Regions from separate parts of the Pan troglodytes genome. Here region 1 is linked to region 2. Evidence: chromatin contacts called from public Hi-C data. All regions are on one chromosome and are shown on one strand. Each heading gives the region's core, a stretch centred on a gene start, on an enhancer-like site or on the middle of the called end of the contact. The rest is flanking DNA. Distances are from core to core; before and after follow the strand shown.

The links. A called contact is a pair of places that touch in the nucleus more often than the background predicts.
Region 1: a contact with region 2 is called in a Hi-C map of stem cell-derived neural progenitor cells, with 4 times the contacts expected there. The contact joins the promoter of KIF18A here to the enhancer-like site in region 2. A contact is called at or near these places in 2 of 7 Hi-C or Micro-C datasets (blood and stem cell-derived neural progenitor cells) and 1 of 1 datasets of contacts at active chromatin or transcription factors (stem cell-derived excitatory neurons).

The regions. Positions count from the first base shown.
Region 1 is chr9:32,113,484-32,116,753 of NHGRI_mPanTro3-v2.0_pri, reverse strand. KIF18A (kinesin family member 18A) reads left to right here and starts at 1,707. Exons shown (of 17, transcript XM_016920599.4): 1 at 1,707-1,978. It overlaps METTL15 (methyltransferase like 15), which reads right to left and starts at 1,803. Exons shown (of 7, transcript XM_003312973.7): 1 at 1,590-1,803.
Region 2 is chr9:31,703,818-31,707,526 of NHGRI_mPanTro3-v2.0_pri, reverse strand. No RefSeq gene overlaps it. Among named protein-coding and RNA genes, the nearest start is that of BDNF, 44 kb to the right of the region's middle. Within about 2 kb of position 1,571, at least 5 of the 24 cell types and tissues checked have an H3K27ac peak or open chromatin away from gene starts, as enhancers often do. A contact at or near this core is called in stem cell-derived neural progenitor cells, where this site is marked.

The sequences.
Region 1 (3,270 bases), core at 458-2,957, 410 kb before region 2:
TCTTTGGTTTACAATGAAAGTATATTAAACTTGTGTTCTGATAACACAGCAGTTATACTCCAATTTTTAACTAAAAGTGGGAATTTCTGTCTCATTAGCTCTATGTTTAGAAACTACAAGGAGCAAGGTGGCACAGTAGTGGGATTGATTGTAATGTCAAAATCTCTCTGCTTTAACCAAATGTACAATTCCTTTAAAATATGGACCTCATCATCTGAACACTGTTAAATGGCAAGTGTAACACTGAATTTGAAATCTAAAGTACTTGGATTAGGTGTGAAAACATCTGTGGCACTGATAAACCTTATACAATGTGGGTGTCAAAAAAGACAAACTTTAAAACACTTCTATTCTTCACCAATGATCCATGCAATTTTACAAGCAACTGGCAAAATATGCATATTTTCAGACTGGATTAAGATATTCTCTTAATGTCACTTAATCCAGAAAGTATTTCAGAGACAAATGACTCAATTCTGAATTGCCTTGCCTGTATAGTTCAAGACAAAATTTTGTGTTAGGAATTTTCTGAAAACTTCAGTTTTCTCTCAGAAAAATGAAAATATTACCTACGTCTCATGGGCTGTTTTGAGAATTAACTGAGAGACCATATGTAAAGAGACTAATAAAATACCTGGGAAGTCAAAACGTAAAGTACTATACAATGAGTTCTTACTGGAAATAAAGACATCTCGATTTTATTACCAAGACCAGCAGCACACAAATAACCATTTCATTAGCTAAGATACACGTAATACAGCCAAAAATAAGTAGTAGCTTTATTGATCCTCTGTCTAGTGATCAGAAACAATAATATAACATGCATCACATACAGTACACAATACTCCCGATTTTCCTCAACAGGAAATAAATGTCAATAATACAGAGGTTTCCATATATTGTTGCATTTATAATACTCTGCATGGGTATGAGTCATCCTATTTATAAAGTGATATTGAATCCACAAAATATAAGCTCCAAGAGGGAAGAGTTTGATTCCATTGCATACTATTGTGTCTAAAATCTAAATAATTGCTAAATGGATACAATAACAGTAATATATAGAACAATGAAATTCAGATACTGTTATTAAAAACACCCTGCCAAATAAAGTTATTTTAGCAAACGTATTTCCGATTTGTTCCAGGTATTTTCTCTCTTTTTAAAGTGTCTATGCTGAAATAATATCTATAACCTGGGACTTAAAAAAATCACTTCACCTAATAACAAACCAAGCCAAAATCTTTAAATTTATTTTGTTATGCCATCATTAGACAGAGAATGTAAAAAGTAACCAAACAGAAAATAGTTTCACGGTCAGTACTAATGGGAGTAGGCCTGGAAGTCCTGAGAAATGAAGCCTGAGGCCTCAACCCAAAAGATCTCCAATTAATTCAGGTGAAGAGACCCCACATTTTGGCCCATATTAATGTGTCTGGAAGAAACAGGTCCCTACAACTTCTTGGAGGCCTCACTACTCAGAGAAAAGAAAATAAACACCCAGAACCCATTAATCCACACCCAAACTCCACCTCTACCCCTAGCAGAGGGCATAGGCCAACCCCTGCCCGCAGCAGTCTCACTCACACCCTTAACTCTGGGACCGGGCCCTGCACCCGCCGGTCTACAGGAGGCCTGGTGATCTCAAGTGGCTGCCTCCCACCAGCAGCTCCGGCCTAGCCCCGCCCACTTTGGCCACCGCCTCCGGAAACGGCCGCGCGCGTTGCCACGGTGACGAGCAAGCAAAGAGCTTCCCCTGCGCAGCCAGGCTGAGCTTCTTGGCGCCAAGCTGCCGCGAGCCGTGACAGCGTCCGACGTGATGACATCACGCGAGCGGCAGCCAATGAAACGAAGCGCTGAGGAAAGTGGCTTGGGTTTGAATATTGTGGTTGAGTCTGAAGCGCCGGGAGGCGGACATTAAAGTGAAGTGGTTGCGGTAACCTGGCCTGGGCCTGAAGTGAGTGAGAGGCACATGAAGGTAAAACTGGACTCTGGGACGCTCCTTTTGGTGACTTGTATTATTGGGAACGGAGGGTCCTGCCGCTTCAGGTCTAGAAGACCAGGTGGGCTTCTTGACAAACACGGAAGCGTTGAGGGGTGGGGGATCAGGGTACCTGGGGAGAAAGTGAAAGGAAAAAGGGATTCGAGAACCTGCTAAGAGCACAGCTCTGCTTGACCGTAATCCTCGACTGCTCAGCTGGAAGGGCAGGGATCTCCTTAAGTTCTGAGAGGAAGGTCTTAAGTTTTAAAGGGCATCTTGGCCCCTTTCCCAGACTGGCAGAGAACTTTAACTGCCCAGCACCTTGTAGTGTCAGCTTTTTTCCGGACTCCAAATTCAGAGTGTTTTGTTTCAGACGCACATATAAGCGTACCCAGGGGCTTACCTATCAAACGAGGAGCTTTTGTTCATCACTGCATAAAATTTTTGTCTGAAGAGCTTTAACTGTTAGTCTTGCACTGGTCAATCGGGAACCCCTCCTGAGCCCCAGTTGTAGGTAGCATCAAGATAAAAGCCGCTCTGACTGCCTAACGGGATTGCCGAGGATCAGATGAGGTACGGAAGAGATACTGTTTGGCAAATGCTCTGCAGATGAAATTAAACTGTAAACATTGAGAATCAGTCCTATAGTCTGTTCTTGGTTTCCGCAGGACTTTTTTTTTTTTTAGGAGCTCATTAGTCACTCAGTTACAGAGAAGCCAAGACTGACTGCTGTTTATTAGATGAGAAGAGAGTATTTGACCAGAATGGACTGATTTTGTGGTATAATATATAGTTTAGATTATGGATAATTAGGTAGAAATTTAGGCACTCTACAGAGTTTAATTTTTAGTGTCATTCCACCACGTCTAGCCTCCTGTTTCGTTTTTGGAAGGTTGTTATGAACTTTGATGCTAGAGAATGTGATATCCAATGACTAGATAGTGCTTCTTATTAAGTTCATAGTTTGTAAGAACTATTTCAATAAACAAAGATTATCTACAAAGCACAATCACAAAGAAAAAAACTTAAAAGATTATCTGCCTTTAATAGTAGTAATTAATCTCCTCTTCTATTATTTATTCATTTATTTGAGACAGAGTCTCGCTCTGTGGTCCAAGCTGGAGTGCAGTGACGTGATCGCTGCTCACTGCAACCTCCACCTCCCAGGTTCAAGCAGTTCTCGTGCCTCAGCCTCCCGAGTAGCTGGGATTACAGGCATTTGCCACCACACTCGGCTAATTTTTGTATCTTTGGTAGAGACGGGGATTCACTGTGTTGGCCAGGCTGGT
Region 2 (3,709 bases), core at 322-2,821:
TTAGCAAAATTAATGTTGGAGTCTTTAGGGAAATTCTTACAGCAATAGTCTTCGCAATTATTAGGTCAAACCCCTTTGAGATTACAGAAAAACACACACACACAGAAAGCTGCCTGCAGAATTTGGGTGTGGGCTTGGTGGGAGATTCCTCTGATACCCAGTGTTGTACCCCCAAGAGAGTGTTTCTCAAAGTGTGACTTCAGATTGTCTGCATTCGAATTGCTTGTGGTATTTATTAAAATTATAACTCCTGGGCCCTGCCCCACCCCTACTAAATCACAATTTCAGGAGGAGGGACCTTCATTTTAACACTCACCCAGGTGATTTTTATGCTCCGAGGAGGTCCAGGGACTCCAAGTTAAGTACGGTACTGCTGTCTTATTCTTTATTCTAAATTTTAAGGTCTGCACAAATTGGTTGAACTAATGAGAAGAAAATTCAGCTTTAAAGCAGAAACACAGGTAGACGGTTGACAGAGTTCATCAAATGGATAATTGAAAATGTCCTCTGGACCTTAGCCATATAAGTTCTCTTCAAGGGTCTTGGCTACAGGCAAATGAGAACCCGAAAGGCTATTTGCTCTTTTGCTGCGGGAAGTGGTGGGGGTGGAGGGCGGGGGAGGATTAACTGAGCCAGTTCTGCCCCCACCCTCGAATCACCTACCCCCACTCTGGTTAAAGCAGAAGACTTTTTATTTATCTTGGCTGCCCTGGTTCGTTATTAAAAGGGTTAGCTTATACGTGTGTTTGCTGGGGCTGGAAGTGAAAACATCTGCAAAAGCATGCAATGCCCTGGAACGGAACTCTTCTAATAAAAGATGTATCATTTTAAATGCGCTGAATTTTGATTCTGGTAATTCGTGCACTAGAGTGTCTATTTCGAGGCAGCGGAGGTATCATATGACAGCGCACGTCAAGGCACCGTGGAGCCCTCTCGTGGACTCCCACCCACTTTCCCATTCACCGCGGAGAGGGCTGCTCTCGCTGCCGCTCCCCCCGGCGAACTAGCATGAAATCTCCCTGCCTCTGCCGAGATCAAATGGAGCTTCTCGCTGATGGGGTGCGAGTATTACCTCCGCCATGCAATTTCCACTATCAATAATTTAACTTCTTTGCTGCAGAACAGAAGGAGTACATACCGGGCACCAAAGACTCGCGCCCCCTCCCCCCTTTAATTAAGCGAAGGGAACGTGAAAAAATAATAGAGTGTGGGAGTTTTGGGGCCGAAGTCTTTCCCGGAGCAGCTGCCTTGATGGTTACTTTGACAAGTAGTGACTGAAAAGGTGGGTTTGTTTTCTTTCTTTCTCTTTCCGTTTTTCTGTTTGGTCGGCTAGAAAGCGTGTGGCTTTAGCGAGGTCTGTCATTGCCTGGGCTTCCTGGCTGGAACAAGTAACTTGGTGTAACGTTATCTGGGGGCGTTCATCAATAAAAAATGCTGTTATTATCTTGATTGAATTCCTATTAGGCAAACTCTAGAGAGGTCAGTGCGCGAACTCTGTTTAAGCCGGCGTGTTTAAGGCAGCAGAGTAAACCAATAGCCCCCATGCTCTGTGCGATTTCATTGTGTGCTCGCGTTCGCAAGCTCCGTAGTGCAGGAAGGTGCGGGAAGGTGTGTCTGTGGCCCGGGAAACGCACGCCCTCTCCCAGAGAACTTGGGTGCTGGGATGGGGAGGAAGGGGAGAGTTGAAAGCTAGGGGAGCGAGACCTCGGGGCATGCGATTCTCACTCGCTCCCTCCCGCCCCAGCGCCCACAGCCGGGGTTTCTGCAGAGGGCGCGGGACGCGGGGTTCCCCGGGGCTGAGGCTGGGGCTGGAACACCCCTCGAAGCCGCGGGCGTCCTGTCCAAGGCGCCCCAGGAGGGCGCAGGACTCGCAGGGCGATGTCGCGGGGCCCTAGGGGAGGAGGTGAGGACAGGCCCCGGGGGAGCGGGGAGTCCCGGGCGCCCCTCGGTTCCCCGCGCGAGGAAAAGACGCGGCGTTCCCTTTAAGCGGCCGCCCCGAACGGGTACCGGTAGCGCGGGCGAGCGGGGGGCGGGGGGGCGGCGCCGTTTGACCAATCGAAGCTCAACCGAAGAGCTAAATAATGTCTGACCCGGGCGCAAGGCGCAGCCTGGAGCTCCGGGTCCCCGCCGCTGCCGCCGCCGCGCCCGGGCGCACCCGCCCGCTCGCTGTCCCGCGCACCCCGTAGCGCCTCGGGCTCCCGGGCCGGACAGAGGAGCCAGCCCGGTGCGCCCCTCCACCTCCTGCTCGGGGGGCTTTAATGAGACACTTGAATGCAGCTGCCACGGCTGCTGTGGGGCCGGCGGGGAGGAGCACGGCGACGGGGACCGGGGCTGGGCGCTGGAGCCAGAATGGGAACCACGATGTGACTCCGCCGCCGGGGACCCTTGAGGTTTGTGTGGACCCCGAGGTAGGCAAGCGCCGGGAATGGGGCTTGGTGCAGGAGCTGCCCGTCCGCGGGAGAGAGTTGACTGGGGGATCCCCCACCCCAAAGTTGTGGGACGAGGCCAGTCTCCTTCTTTCCTCCCCTCCGGTAGAAGGGACGATTTGGAGTTACTCTTGGGGAGTTTTCTCCCCCATCCCACAACCCAGAAGGTCAGCCGGCACCAACAGGGAAAAAGGGACCCGGGGAAGTCACGAAGTAGAGGAGAGAAGGCCTGGAGGAGACCCAGAGCTGCGTGATGGGAGCAAAGACGGCGACCCGGGGATCCCTCGCAGCCCTCCCCCAGCCCAGGAGTAGTCGAGAGAGACTTAGGGGGCCAGAGCTGTCGCGGGTCCTGACTGAGGGGAGGGTGCTGGGGCTAGGCTAGGAATCCTTCCAGGGGGGTGGGTGGTCCCCGCGCCGACTTGCGGGGGGAGTGGGAGGGAAGCTTGCGCCTTCAGCCGGCATCCCTTCCCCGGAGCTGCACACGGCTACCTGCTCCCCAGGAGTTGAGACTGAAGTGGACTTACAAGTCCGAAGCCAATGTAGCTTGGAAAACTTGGGAGGCGGAATTCCTACCGCTGGGAACTGAAAGGGTCTGCGACACTCTCGGGCAGGCCGAACCCACATCTCTACCCATCCTGCGCCCCTCTTCTGAAGCGCCCTCCAGGGAAGTTAAGAGTTTTGACTTTCGGGGAGTGGATGGGATGTACGTGGGGGATTCTTGATTCGGGTTAGTCTCTGGGGATGCAGAGCCGGGAAGAGGAATGGGTGAGTGAGTTACTCCTGGAAAGAAATAGCTGAGGACTGGGGGCTCTGTGCCTGACGGGCAAGAAGAAGGGGAGATTACAGACTAGGGGCATCCCTAAGGAAGAAGCCTCGGGGCTGCGAGGGTGAACTGGAGGATGCAGTGTTTGTGTGTTGGGGGTAGAGCGGGGATGAGGGACCGGGGTGGAGGGGAGGCGAGGAGGAGGAGGGGACCCAGAGAACGAAGCTAGGGAAGGTAGAGGGTGCCCTCTGCCGGCCATGCTGCCAAAAGCAGCTGCTGGGGGCGGGAGGCTGGGGGTGGGGAAGTGGTAAAGGAAGGTTTTGCGGGATCCCTTAGAGAGCTGGTAGGAGGGACTTGTTGAATGGTGCTGCTGACTCCAGCTCGGTGGGGCGTGCGACTCGTCGTCGGTGGATTTTGACTCCTCGTTCTTGTTTGGCTTCTATGCAAGTTTTCCTCGCGCTGGGGGAGCTTTGATAAGCCTCGATTGGCGGTGTGTTAGGGCTTCTTGGATCTTATTTTA